Regions from separate parts of the Capsicum annuum genome. Here region 2 is linked to region 1. A link is a contact called in public Hi-C data. All regions are on one chromosome and are shown on one strand. Each heading gives the region's core, a stretch centred on a gene start, on an enhancer-like site or on the middle of the called end of the contact. The rest is flanking DNA. Distances are from core to core; before and after follow the strand shown. Region 1 holds the start of LOC107869748 (transcription factor MYB56). Region 2 has its middle 76 kb from the start of LOC107869748.

The links. Hi-C and Micro-C count contacts between places; a contact is called where the count stands out from the background.
Region 2: a Hi-C map of leaf shows a contact between it and region 1, with 2.4 times the contacts expected there. The contact joins the enhancer-like site here to the promoter of LOC107869748 in region 1. A contact is called at or near these places in 3 of 5 Hi-C or Micro-C datasets (leaf, pericarp and placenta).

What each region holds. Positions count from the first base shown.
Region 1 is chr11:19,264,584-19,272,537 of UCD10Xv1.1, reverse strand. LOC107869748 (transcription factor MYB56) reads left to right here and starts at 5,092. Exons shown (of 3, transcript XM_016716200.2): 1 at 5,092-6,292; 2 at 6,636-7,175; 3 at 7,659-7,954. The coding sequence starts at 5,809.
Region 2 is chr11:19,339,677-19,347,630 of UCD10Xv1.1, reverse strand. No RefSeq gene overlaps it. Among protein-coding and RNA genes, the nearest start is that of LOC107869748, 76 kb to the right of the region's middle. Within about 2 kb of position 3,915, at least 4 of the 5 cell types and tissues checked have an H3K27ac peak or open chromatin away from gene starts, as enhancers often do. A contact at or near this core is called in leaf and pericarp, where this site is marked.

The DNA.
Region 1 (7,954 bases), core at 3,843-6,342:
GACATTCTTGAAATTTGTAAAGCAATTTACATTGAAGACATTATATATGGAAAACAAGAAACTTCAAGGGGTATTTTTAATTTCCCCTATAGGTACGTACTGTTTCCCCTATGTTAAAAAAAAAAAAAAAAAACTTGTAGAAAAAATTACACAGATGAAATGACATTAAATTTTCCTGTTTTGGTCATTCAACTACCTTGCATTTCTTGAATGAATCTTTTATGGGTATAAATTAATATATAAAAGCATTAAGAACGAAAATAAAAGTAAGAAACCAAAACATTCTAACCATGGTGCTAAACAGGAGAATATATACATTATACATATTTGCAAGTTTAATTTCCAAAATTTTCTCATTAGAAAGACATACTAAAGGTAAAATGCTATTAAAAATTTCTATTCTTTTTGAAGCGGCCTAAAAAGAAATTAACTAATGCAAAATAAATTGAAATAGAAAGAGTGTGACTTTTTTTGTAAGACTTGAAATATCTAGAGGAATAACATCAAGAATCTTTCAGAGACAATTTATCCACCTACATGAACTAATAATAAGGTCTTTGTATATTCTGTCTTTTTCAGACCTCACTTATGATATTATATTTGAATATACAGTATTTGTGTTTTGAATAGACCCCACTAATTATTTTTGAAACATAAATATTATATATTCAAATAGAGTATACAGTATTTGTTTGGAAAGCAATTAAAACGTAAGAAAAATAAAGTATTTCATGAAACCGCTCTTTTTTGGGGGATTAGGGGTGGGTTGGTTAAACAACCCCTCTCATCTGAACTTTATTGATAGTAGTTAAGTAAAGTACATGTAATAAATACAAAATAATTTGCGTATACGTTATAGTCATAGTATTAAAAAAGATGGGACCCTAAAATATATATACTATGTATAATATATTTATTGAAGTTACGTTGGAAGTAACTGAAAATGGTTGGTGATGTTTATAAAGACTTTTATTCTTGTTAATAATTTTCAGTTGGGTAGTTTCCAGTATGAAGTCAGAGATTTCAAAGATTTTGACCAAATAAATCACTGAAAATGTAGTACATTCCTGTTACTTTCATTTATGATACAAATATCAAAACGTCTTCCAATAGGTTTGGTAAATTTAAGTGGGTAAAATCTTCACCTCTAGTTTACTGCTTTATTTAAAAACTTAAAGGACTTTTGCACTTTGCTCATGAAACTTGATTTCAAACATGTTCAAATTCCTAAAACCAAGTTGTTTAGATGTGCTTATAACTTTAGATGTGTAAGTAAAAAAGTCACAAGTTGAAAATTTTAATATATGATATTGGTTTTTTTTTTGTGACGTTAAAATAAGTGTTTAAAAAACTTTTTTTTATTTCATCAAATAAGCCAGTCCAAAACAAGCTCTTGATCATTTTTGGGGTTTATAAGACTTCCATTCACAAATTTTCAATTTTTACAAGTAAAATAGATTGCCAAAAGTAAATTTGAATTCTAAAAAATACAACTTTAAAAGTTCAAATTTTCAAGTTCAACTTCAACGTATATGGCTAAACGGAAGCTTAAATTGTACAAAGATGGTATAAATTATTTGTATAATGTTAGTAAAATCATATCCTATTATAACTACATTTCGTTATAACCGTCATATCTTTTTTTAATATATTTTTATTTTATGTTATATTATATATTCTTCATAACATTTTTGCCATAACTAAAATATATTCAGAAAAAACAACACTATTTTATAAATTGCGATTTGACAGTATACATATTTAAATCCTTTAAATAAAATGTTTAAGAAGGTAGGAACTTTTCCCCAACTAATCATTGATGTTACACATAAATAGACATTGGATACACTTCAAAATACAAAAATCAATAGGCCAAAAAAAAAGACAAATGAATTAGGTTTCTTTGTTGTGACGATTTATTATGATTTATGGGATAGTAGTTTACTGGAATCAAAGCTAGCACACGAAAGAAACAAGTACTCTTATTTACCAACTATTTATAAATAATCACCAAAATTATTCTGTTTAAATAAATTACTACTTATTTGTATAATGTCATTTTTCTGCAAAAAAAAAATGTCAATTTCCTTGGTCAAAACAAAAAACAACACTACTAAAATTGGCCCTTGGTAGAGGAATGCTTTGTTTGATGCATCAAATATAAGATCAGGGACTCATTCGATACGCCGGATAAGGTAAAATATTTTTATATTAAATTTGGAATTATACTGTATTTGGTTGATGATATAAATTAATATTATCAGCCAAATACTACATAAATCTAATTTCAAACTAAATCTTAAGATATTCCACCTTATCTCACTTGGAATTATTTTGTCCCACCTCCCAAGAAGGATAAACGAGTCCAGTAATCATAATTCCAGGATTATAATTCCAAAATAATATAATCTGTGTAACAAACAACCATAAAAATTACTATACGACTAAAGATTTAATATATTGCATTTCAATTTTTTTTTAGAAAAAAAACAACAGTAAACATGTACAAGTATATTAGTTTGTTATTCTAATCTGATTAAATAATAAAAGGGGCTTCCATGGGCTAATTAGTTTGGCTGTTAAATGTCTTAAAATTTTGATTAATCTATCAGATGACAGCAATTAACCAGTGTCCAATTCCCTATATAAATCAACAAGAAGGAAAATGATAGTTGCAACTTTTGGTAATCACCCATATACTAATCAATTAGCTTTGCCTGATTTGGCAACTTAATTATTTCAAGTTTTCTTCTCAAATCACCTAGAGTACTCAATTAAAGGTTGTCAAAAGACAAAAATTAAACAACCCTAGTTGAATTTTTGAGCTACTTAGTACTTTTCATGCAAAGTAGAATAAGTAAGATTCTTATCATGATTATCGAAAAGAAAAAAGTTTCAACTGATGAGTCTATATAACTTACTTTTAGTTTAGCTATATAGATAAGTCTAATCTCTTCCATTTTTTAACAAATGTGTCAACTGATGAGTCTATAAATCTTACTTTTAGCTATATAGATAAGTCTAATCTCTACCAAATTTTTCCAAATGTATCAATGGAAAAGCTAAGCTATCAACTGTGCTAAAACAGCAAATTAATTACTACTAAAGGGGTTTTCTTAGTTTGATGTGCATGAAATTTAACAGCACAGAAATACTTTTAGATTTTGTTATCTTGAACAAAATATGTGTAATTTTTTCCCTCAAGAATGTTTGAACTGAAAAACTTACATTTTGTTCTATCACAAGTGACAAAACTATATATGTAAATTTCCCTTGTATATAGTTCCTCCTCAAACCCCATTATGAAAGAATACATGGGTTATATTGTTGTAGCTATACCACAAAAACTCTTTCTGTAATAGACCAAAAAGTAAATTAAGACACTTAAATTGAAACAGAGGAAAAATGTATTTTTAACTTGGTAGTTAACTCACTTTATTTTTTTAGGTTACTAATTTTAGTATTTTTTTTCTTGAAAATCAAAAAATCTGCGAGGGTTAGTGGCACGTAGTTCGAAATTCAATGAATAACGGATCCGCGACTCTACAGTTTTGCCCTTTTTTCATGATTTAAATATCAAAATTTTGTTTGCAATAAGGTCGGAACTTGCTTCATGTGTCTGACCCATACATTATATATTACGCTCTTATCACTAGATCAAAACCATGGAACTATTAATACCATGTTTTTGTATGTAATAAAGGAGAATTTTTCGAGGGCTAGTAATGCACCATTCAAAACTTAATAGATAATAAATCCGCCCGCTACTCAGCTCCACTTCGAACTCATGATGTGCTTCTAATCCACATTACGTATTGTATTCTTACAGCTATATTTACATGTACGATTATTATTTCTATAATATACAGCGTATACAAGTTAAACACAACTGGAGGACATTGATTGGATATATGGATTGAGCTGGAAGTTTGACTAGTTTATATTTGAGTTGTTTTTAGCTGGTGAGGAGCAGGGGGGGGGGGGTACGGGGTCCTTAGGGGGGTGTGACCAAGCTTCATATTCACAATTGATGTGTCTTAGACCTGTAACAAACCAGGTTAGCAGTTATCAACCCCATATGAGTCTTTCATGTCAGTATGGAGTGAGACAGCCTAAAAGCCCTTCTATCCCTACCCAACCCCGCACCCCACTCCACCCCCACCACCTCACTGTATATAATGACTATGACCACATTGATATATTAATATTATGGGATAAAATCCAAATTACAAAAACAAAATAAAATGATATCCTGACTCAATCTCACACGTGCAAGTGACATGTTTTTGCTTTTCTGTTATTATACTTTTTCCTCTCGTAAAGTATTTTTTTGGGTCCCCATTGAAACAATATTTTCTCTATAATAGTTAAAGTTTAAAAAAATCACTTAGCTTTTTGTATAGTACATAATAATAATAACTTTAAAATATTTGTTTTAATTTAATGAGATGGTTATAACCACATAAATATAATTTATTTTAGAATAGGCAAAGCTAGTAGTTTGAAGACATATTCGGTCGAAGTCAATAATTTTTGCTCAAATAGTATATCTATGATAAAAAAATTCATTGAATTTGTAAAAAGTATAAAATTTAGAATTATATTATTAACACTTGAAGTCTTTGTTTTAAAGTTCAAAATTCATAAAATTGAAATCATGGTTCTATAAGTTTCAAAAGTAAGTTTTTTTTCTTTTTAAATTTCATGCCCAATTATCAGACAAATATGATAATATCGTACAAGCTTATTCACATTTTAACTAATTCATTGATCGGATATATGAGTGTTATTTTTGTCTTTTTAGAAGCGTAAAGTGTTGCATAGAAAATACTTTTATAAAAAATGAATTGTCTAAACCATACCCTCTAATTGTTTAAGCTGATATCAAGAAGAAAAGAGCACTTTTAAAAAAAAAAAAATCTCATTATAGTATATTTAATAAAGGTATACTGACAACTCATTCTTAAAAACCCTTTTTCTATATAATAACCTAAGTTCAAAAACTACATAATATAATGTCCTCTTGTGACTAAAATATACACTTATCAAACGTTTTAATTTTGCTTATTTCAGACATGTTGCACCAAATAATGCTGTCGACATTAAAAAAAAAGTACTCATATTTCTTTCAAAAAATAAAAAAGCCTTTGATGAGTTTTTATATAAATAAGTGGGTTAAGTATTTGGGGTCAGTTAGCATCAGGTTTGTTAAGTGTTTCTCCTGTCAAAACAACACATACATAAACACACACAAACACCAGCACAATTAACCAATTTCCTCAAAAGTTCATAGATGAAGCAAAGTGGCAAAAGGGGCTGTGAAAAATATACGAGTTTTTGAGGTTTCTTGTTAGGAGAAGAAACAAACAACCTTTTCTTGTTTTTTTGTGTGTGTTTTTCTTGATGTGAAGAATGTTGTAAAGGGCATTCCTTAGCTCATTTTCATGATTTGTTCTTCAAGAATGTTAACAAGATCAGCATCATTTTCTTGTCTTTCTTCTACTATGAGTGCTACTATTTCAAAGCGGGTTGTTTGTTGATTACAAAAAGTAGTAGAGCTTCTTTCTTTAGCTCATTTTCATCGTTTATTGTTCAAGAATGTTGTGAAGATCAAATTTTTAAGCTCAAAAAGATCACGTCATCAATATCATTTTCTTGTTATTGTTCTCCTAGGGGTGTTGCTACTTCATTGGGGGTTGTTTCCTTGATATAGAAAAAAAGTAGTAAACCTCCTTCCTTAGCTCATTTTCACCATTTATTGTTCAAGAATGTTGTAAAGATGAAATCCTAAAGCACAAAAAAAATTTCATGTCATCAACATCATCATCTTCTTGTTCTTGTTCTCCTATGGGTGGTGCTTCTACTTCAATGGGGATGTTTTTTGCTGATATGAATTCACTTTCCATAAATACTCCCAAAAGTGTTGACGAGGGTAAAGGGAGGAAGGGTTCTTGGGATTTTCAATTCTTGAATAAAGGTGGGGCAGTTTTTTCTTGTTGTCAGAATCTTGATGAAGTCCAAAATAGTGAAGAAAATAATGAGAGTATTGATCTTAATGCTTCTTGCTACAATGAAGAGAAACAAATTACACTGCATAGTACTTTTAATAGTAATAATAGCAGTAGTGGTGGTGGTGGTGGTAATAATGGTAAGGAGACAGAGAGTGGTCAATCAAAGCTTTGTGCTAGAGGCCATTGGAGACCAGCTGAAGATGCACAACTTAAAGAACTTGTTGCTATTTATGGCCCTCAGAATTGGAATCTTATAGCAGAAAAGTTAGAAGGAAGATCAGGTAAGCAAAAAAAAGATCTCATCTTTTTCAAGATTCTCATCGAGGGTCTATCGGAAATAGCCTCTCTATCTTTCGAGGTAGGGGTAAGGTTTGTGCAGACACTTATCTAGACTGACTCTTAGAATTACATTGACTATGTTCTTATTGTATCTTTTTCAAAATTCTGGCCGAGGGTTTGTCCGAAACAACCTCTCTACCTTTTGAGATAGGGATAAGGTCCGCATACACGCTACCCTCCCAAGACTCGAATCATGGAATACGTTGAGTATGTTGTTAGTGCAACTTTTTTAAGAATCTTGTCCCTTTTTAAGTTGACGTTTATTTTTCTTGTTTTGATGTGAAGGAAAAAGTTGTAGATTGAGGTGGTTTAACCAGTTGGATCCAAGAATTAACAGGAGGGCATTTAGTGAAGAGGAAGAGGAAAGATTAATGGCAGCTCATAGATTGTATGGTAACAAATGGGCAATGATAGCAAGGCTATTTCCAGGGAGAACAGATAATGCAGTGAAGAATCATTGGCATGTAATAATGGCTAGAAAATATAGAGAACAATCAAGTGCTTATAGGAGGAGGAAAATGGGACAATTTGTTTATAGAAGATCAACACTAGTAGTTGAAGAAGCAGATAGTGGCAAAGCACAAGCACCAATTATCAGTTGCCAAAATTCTGTTAACCAATTTGGTGCCACTGCTAATACTACTAGTGTGAAAATAAATAATGATGGTCCAAATGGTTGGGTTGTTTATGAACCAAATGGCTCACCCCACATGACTGTTTCTGCTGGAGAAGCAGCAGCAGCAACCCCTAGCAGCACCAATAATGTCACTCTCCTTTCTCCTTATTCACCATTTTGTGCTCCCCCTTTTGACTCATTACCTGCAGGTATATTTCGGTCCATCCCTTTTAACAATTTGTTTCATCAACTTAAATTCTGATTTGGACTTTTTTTTCCTTGAGACAAGGGTCTATTGGTAACAACCTTGATAGTGTACTTACAATCTATGTTCCTCAGTCCTTATTGTATGCTGTTGTTGTTCATTAACTTAATTACACTACGGTCTTCTTCCCTTTCACACTTTTCGGACAACATTTGGTCGAGGTTGAAAAAAAAAAAAAAAGGTAAACTAAGTTTGAAGTCTATAGAAGATTATTTGGAAGTTGAAAAATTGTGTATGAACATGAATTTCAGTGAAGAAAGAGTTCATTTTGTGAATAAAACTCAATTTTTTTTTTTGCAAAATAATGGACGAAATTGTAAAATTGACATTATTCCTATATATGTCCCTAGCCTCTGATAACTAGAAAATTTTTATTTTGTTCCTTATGATTATAGTATGAATGTTGATTTTTTGTTTTTGTTGAAAGGTCATTGTGGGAATGAGATGATGAATATTCTAAACCAGCAAGGGAACAAATCTTGGGATAGGAAAATGGAAATTACTGGTCACCAACACCACCATCCTACTCCACCATCTAATTCATTAATGATGATGAACAGTATGCAACAACAGTCACAATACTTGCAGTTTCCCTATGTCACAACGTCAAGAACACAAATCTCATCATCACCCTCAGCAGCACAAGCAGAAGGACTAGTAAAAGAGGAGGACAGAAGAAGCAGCAGCAACAACAACAACAACAGTGATAATAGCACAATTGCA
Region 2 (7,954 bases), core at 2,666-5,165, 76 kb before region 1:
CGTTGTGATATAATGGTCGGACTACTTTATGCTTAGTCAGAGATCTCAAATTTAAGCTTAGATATGCAGGAAATCCTGTTGAAATAGTCACCTCCAAAATGAGCCTTACAGTACACAATTTAGATTAATTAAACCTCCAATACGAAAATCAAACACCTATAGGAAAAAAGGAATTTGCTTGTTTAGTACAAATGGGGAGTACTGTTTATGGTCAGAACTTACAAACAGAAGGTAGATGGATAGATTGATGAAAGAAGCACAAGGGGTTATAGCTAGGGTTTAGTTAGCTAGGTTTCAGACTAGGTCCTTTACATTGTGTACATACATAGGTCTTCTGATCACTTTTATGTGTACATGAATTTTTTAGAAATCTGTCCAAGTTGAATTTCATGCACCCACATTATCCCACGAAAAATAAAATAGGAAAATCACAATGTAATTATAGATAAATTTTTCTATATTTCAATTTATTTGATCTATTTTAACTTGACATAAAATTTAAGAAAGTAATTTATTTTAAAAAAATTATGGACTTAAACTAAAAGTATATGTTAAATATATCAAAATATTGTTTAATTTTATAATCTTAAAATATATCATATGAAAAATTAAAAATAAAAATTGCTAAATGAGAAAGAATCATTCTTTTAAAATGAAAAAAAATGAAAGTAATTCAAACAAATTAAAAAATATATATAATTTTACATGAATTGATAATAGATAAAGATAGTAAATATTGTAGTTTTCGGCAATGGAACCACCCTTGTTTAATGGATACCTCTCCATTGAAAAATTAATTTTCATATATATATATTTTTATATTTTGTCTTGCTCGGTGAAAATTCTAATTTCATCACTCACTACTAATACCTGATGTTACATGGTAAACTACACTAATTAACTAAATTAAGAAATAAAAAAAAAAAACTTAAATCCTAGAACTAGAATAAGGCTACCCCCCACCCCACCCAAATACATCCAGAAACTTTTTGGCTATGAGTGGTTAACATCTACCAAATCATGAAAAAGTGGGAGGGGATGTGAAATAACAAACCTTTACTTACTATTTGTGTAGTAAATTCAGAATGAGGTCATGTTTTATTTTAAGCACTACAAAGTGGTACTTAATTAATTTTTCTGATTGCTTTTTTACTGACTTATTATAAAGATTTTTAATTTCTAACCTTTTTATAGATATAGCCTATATGTAGTATTGTTGGGTTGTAAATCTAACTCCTCCTTTAGATAAGCTAGTTCAAGGAAGTTAGTGTACAATTTTTCTTGTTGTGTGTGATGACCTATATATATTTAAATTCTGATCAATTTCTTCACCTAGTTTGCTAGCTCTTCCTAGACTTATTCATGAGTCCTAATAGTGTTGAACCCCACAACCAGTCACCATAATTGACATCTCACATTTCAATAACTGTTTTTTCTTTATCTTGAAAAAAAAATATAATTTTTAGTTTCTCCGTCTCAATTTATATAACATAGTTAAAATTTTAAAAATCGATCAAATTTTTTTAATTGAAATTTCTTTATATATATGAATTTTAATTTATTAATTATTTTATTTTGTATAATGACTTTTACATAGTTTTCAATATATAAACTTTATTTTGAAAAATTTTAAGATTCTATGTTTGAATTCATGATCAAATTTTAAAAGTTTGAATATCAAATTTCAATCGCGCCACATAAATGTAACAAAGGAGTAGGCAATTATCTTGGTTAAACCCTCTATTTTAATTTATTTATCCTATTTTCTTCTTTACTTCATCTAAAAAAGAATATATCTTTCCTATTTACTTTTTTAAAGTTTTGTGTGAAGTAAACTAAACAAATATTTGGGTAAAATGGTTTATTGAATCCCTGTACTAGATCGATTTTGTAAATTAAATACTGCTATTTACATGTTTATCATCTAGATTTCTGAACCCACTAAAAACCTATATTTTAAATCCTTTAACCATTGACTTTGCTTATGTAGCATTAAAATACCGACTATGACAAGGAAAGTGATTACACTCGCCTGGGGTGCAAGTGAGGTTCAATTTTTGATCAATTTTATATTAAAAGAATGAAAAAAAGGATAAAAACTTTTTTCAACCTTTTAATTTTAAAAATATTTTAAAAATTTAAAAATAAAAAATAAAAAAGCCCTCCTAAACCCCCTCCCCCTATCTAGCCCACTCCCCCACCCCAACCCAGCCCCCATCCCAACCCTGTCCAACGCCCCTCACCCCACCCCCAGCCTCATCCAGCCCCTCTCTACCCCACCCCATCCCCGTCCAACCCCTCCCCACCCCATCCCAACCCCGTCCAACCCCTCCCAAACCCACCCCAGTCCCCATCCCAGCCTCCCACCCTACCCCAACCTTGTCCAGCCACTCTCAGCCTTGACCAACCCCCCACCCCACTCCCAGCCCCGTCCAACCCCTTGCTAGCCCCATCCAGCCCCTCCTCACCCCACCTCAGCCCCGTCTAGCCCCCTCTCCACCCCCAACCCCAACACCACCTTCAATTTTTTTTTTAAAAAAATTCCTCTCAATCAATATCTTTTTTTTTTAATTTAAATTTGAATCTTTTTATATTTTGTTTTGGGATTAAGCTTGAAAAAATTTAAAGTTTCTATGAATTTATTAAAGATATTCAAATTTAAAATTCAAAAATTCATTAAGTTAATATATGTGAATTTATAGTTAAAATTTTAAATTAGTTGGAGAAGAATTTTAATTATTTGGAATGATGGAATGAATTTGATATTTAATTTGTGAGAAAAAAAAAAATTAAATGACATTTTATAATTTAATTACTTGGATATTTAATCTAAAATATGATTATTTAAATTTTTCTACAATTTTATAATTTTTTATTTAATTAAATTAATTTTAATATCTAATTTGTCATGTAATATTTTAAAAATGACTCAGAATTTCATGAAATACTTCAAAATGACGTGGCACACGTGACAGATGATGTGACACATGTGGCAGCTTATGTGGCAGTTGACGTGGGATAGTGTGTTACACTCTTCAAAAATGTATTTAAAATATTGCTTTTTAGTGGGTTCAGGGATCCAGATGACAAACATGTAAGTAGAAGTGTCCAACTTACAAAATCGACCTAGTACAGGGGTCCACTGAACCATTTTACCAAATATTTGCAATGAATAGCTTAGTCCTCTATTTTGTTTTTGGCGCAAAATACCCTTAACATCAATATGTAACTCAAAAATATCATTATCGTTAGTTAAATAGCTCAAATTAAATTGCACTCCTCCCGAATGGTGCTCCAATCCAAAGTCCAAACTTGGATGAAAAATGGCCAATTTTACCCTTAAACTATTTGAAATGACTAACCACGAGAGTATTTTTGAGTTATCAATGATAAGGATATGTTCAATCAATTGCAAATACTTTCGTACGTCTTTAGTATATTATCCTCTTTCATGAACCTAGTCGACGTGTAAAATAAAATAATTTGCTCGTTCTAAATCTTTTTATGGTTCTTTTTTTTTTCTTTTACATTTTGAATTTTTCTGGAATGATTAAGAAGTATTTTCCTATGTTTTAATCTGTTTATTTTACTTTCATTATAGTTTGATCATAGAAAAATGCCTTCTTTCTGATTTGAAAACTCCTTAATTTCAATATTTCACCTAATAAGTCTAAGACCTCCGGGTTAAAACTTAAAAGACATTTTGTTACATTATTTATATATATAAAATCATAAAATTTAAAATTCTTCCTTAATTTCTAAACTTTATATTCCGTCAAACAAAGACACTAATTAAAACGGATCGGAGGGATTATAATGTAACTAACATAAAAGAGATTCAATATGTGGTCCAACTAAATAGGAGTTATGGTCAAAAGCTAAAGAATAATTGTACCAAGACCTTATTTACTTTCTCAACATTGGCTCTGAATTATTAGTCTTAGGTCATGATGTGATAAGAACAGTAGATGGGTGCATGATACATGGTAAATTGGCATGCATGCACAGATTAATACAAGTCTTGTCAAAGGTTTTTTATTGGCCAAACCCATCACCAGCCCCCTAAACTTTTGCACGATCTTTCACTTTGATACCTTAACTGGATCATGTTCATTTTTAACACCTCAACCAGCTATTAAGTGTGCCATTTTGATTTTTTTTTTTTATAATCAACTGATTTTGCAAAGTGTGTATAATACACACGTTTGCTGACATGACATACAACTAATTAAAAAAAGACATGTGGCATTCTTATTTAAAATAATAATTTTAAATAAATTATAATTTAAAATTTAATTTTTAAATAATGAACTTTAACTTTAAATAAAAAATTAATACATAAATAACCCCCCCTCACCCCAACATCATCTTCTTCAAGTACCCCACCCACCAAAATTGCTGCCACCCCACCACCACCCCAAAATTGCTGCAGCAACCCCTTCCCCCACCCTTCCCACAAACTAACGTTGCAGCAACGCAACCCCACCCCACCCATCCCCACTCCCTCCTCGATCATCTTCTCCAATTTTCATCTCTAAAAAATATCTTTAAAATTTTTTCAAATTTCTCAATAACAGTAGGGACAAGTGATTGCAATAACAAAATTGAAATTCACAGCAAAAGTCTCTTCTTTTTTTCTATCAAGAAATTATATAGAAGATGCAGAAATTCTTTGCATTGAGGTCCTTAATTAATTCTGCAATTACCAAAAAATTTAAATCTCAACAACATCGACGAGCTACTTTTTCATTTCATATATTTGTTTCCTTTTTGTATATGTTCATTTTTGTTTGCATATTCTTACAGTTTAAAGAAAGTGTAGCAAAGTTAATGGTGGAAAAAAAAATAGGTGGAAAATGGTGGGAAAAAGGTGGAAAATGGCGGGAGTAATTGAGAAGAAGAAGAGGGGGGGGGGGGGGGGGGGGAAAATCGATCAAATTTCATCAGTGTAATGCACTTTCTTTGCTATGTCACCGAAAAGTGTTAAAATGACACACTTATAGCTACTTGAGATGTCAAAAATAAACATGATCCAATTAAGGTATCAAAATAAAAGATTGTGCTAAATTTAGAGGAGCACCGATGTATTTAACCTTTTTTATTTTTCATAGAGGATTGATGAGACATGTCTTAAAGGCAAGGCAAACTCTCATTACTCTTTGCCTTGTGTTAGAAAGTGGTAGATGAAGGATTGGAGAAAAAAACACATCGATCAAGTTCATGTCCCCCCTCTATGAATTCATATTGTAAAAGAAATTGATAGGGTCCTTTAGGGTATTCATAGAGGACCACATTAACCCCACAACCATACAAATATTCATTGTTAAATGCCTCAATAGTTGTACTATAGCTAGTAATAGTTGTACTATTGCTACAACTACTAGCTAGCACTCTATGGCCAATTGTCTATTATTTTACAACTAGCTAGGTATTATTAATGAATGCTTTAATTTATCTGTCTTACTTCTTTTAATTTATTTAGAAAAGAATATTTTTTCCATGTTTTCGAATTCTTTAGTTCTAACTTTTTTTAGATGATATGTTTAAAATCATAACATTTCTGGATATTTTGATATATATTCTACTTATTTTTAATTTAAGATCATAATATTTAAAAGATATTTTTATTTTTTTATAATTTTATCTCAAATTAAAATCAGACAAATAAATTAAAAGGAGAGAAGCCTAGTACACACTACAAGTGTTAGCTTAGTGTTGTTTTGTGATTTTGGTGTTTCTTCCTAACGGCTTTCTGTCAGGTCACTGTTTTTGACTTGTAATACTGCCTCTCTGTTATCTTATTTTGATCATTCTAGTGCTACTGTTAGAGCTAGTAAATAGTAGAAGTAATAATGTTTTTCAATGTTCACGATGCATGCCAAACTTTTTGGCCTAGGAGGCTAGCTAGCTACGTCTTGTTAAATCCTTGTTTGGCTCAATGTTTTGTCTAATTTGAATTTTTTAATAGAAAAAGAAATTGATTTTTTTCGATTTAATTATCCTACGATTTCGAAAATAATCATTTTATCTCTGCGAGATAGGAATAAGATTTGCGCATTCTATTCTTTTCATACTTTACTTGTGGAACTAAGTATGTTATTATTGCTGATTTAATTATCCTACATATGATAATTGCCTGTTTGACTAATTTAAATTAGCGTATAGAGGCTAGTTAAAGAGGGAAAGTAGATTCGTTCAATTTTTTTGTGCTCGATTTTGAAATAATTGGTTACGGTGGAAGAATCACATCCATCATATCATATTTGGTGGTAATTGTTAATTAATCTTTTTAAAAGAATAAATTGAAGTCGAGGATAATCACTGTATTCCAAATTCGTCAATAATTTGCCGTAAATTGCTCGCAGCTAATAATTGTTTTACCTAATTAGATATCATTGATTAGTTGCTAAATAGGATTAACAACAAAGTTGTTTAGCTATAAAATTTATCTGTGGTTAGTTTCTGTTTGTTTTTAATAGTGTTATTTAAGTGGAGAACAACATTTGATTGAGTAATGAATGGCCAACACTATATATGCTTAATAATCTCCATGCAACCTTTACTTATAGTTTCCATTTTCCTTCCTTTTATCTTTTGACTGATCTACAGTATTTTTCTCTTACATAATATTATGATACATTAATAGTCTCTCCTTTGTAGTACAAACAGTTACATTACAGAAAGGAACATAAATTATTGCACAACCATTAATTTCAAAGCTTGCAACTATTTTAACCCCATTTCATCATTAATTGGTCTATGGTTCCTATATTTTCCTTTCTTCCTATAAAGCCTGTACAATCCTCTTCAAGTTTTTAAATTTAAATTTTGTGAGTAAACTATTTGACAACTTTAGTGTATCCTGCATAGTGATAGATCTAGAATTTTTAGTTTTATGAGTTTTGGCCCATCATTTCTTTTTTTACTTGTTATGATATGGAGTAAATGATTCTTTTAACGGTAATATAAGGTTTAAGTCAAAACTACTGGATTGTGTCGAACTCATAATTGTATTGATGGCTCTTCTTTGATCTTGTTATGTTCCGGAGTACATGCACAGTACTATGAATATGTGCAAAGAAGTATAATTAGAGTCGATGGCTTTCAGAAACATTCTCTCTATCCCACAAGGGGTAACATCTGGATACATCTTATCTTGAGACTACACTGAATATATTGTTGTTATTGTCGTAGGTTAAGTATAAATATAATTTGCTATTCAACTGACAACCTATTCTTTCGATTCAGAATTCACAATGTCTAAATTTTGAATAACAACCAACAAAAAATGTTGTTTGTTGGGTAAGGACTAGTTGGTTTCACTTTGGTCTAGTGCCATGAGGACAAAGTTAACAGACTTCCATGCTTGATAACCCTAATTAGACCACCATGCTTATTAGTCCCTTTCGCTTTCACTCTCCAGACATCCTTTGGGCTATTTCTTGGCAATCCCATGTTACTGGTTGGGACATTTGTCTTTATTTTGTGTGAGCCCTTTTGGACACTCTCTTATTCAACATTTATCATTATCCTTCTTCCTTTTAATTAATTTCATGTAGTTCCAAGGAGCAGAATCCCATGAAGTAGTCCTACATTATTATATGGTGTGGACCTATCTATTCTGTCTATGTGACATATTTAATTTCTTTCATATACTTTTTATCATCCTGGCTACATTGGCCATATGATGATGGGAGTTTGTGCTATTTTTCAGGTACAAAATTTGTATTGACAGTAAAAATTTCAACTCCAAGTTCAAGAAATACAAAAAAGTTAAATAATTTCAAACATAAGTTCAAACAATTTATGAACTATCAAAATGAAGTTTCAATTATTTTTAAAAAATAGCAAAATCATAAGAAAGAGATGAAGACAGAAATGATAGAATCACGTCCACCGAATTCAAGGTGTATCTTAAGAAATTTAATTCCCTCAAGTACCCGTGGTCATTAAT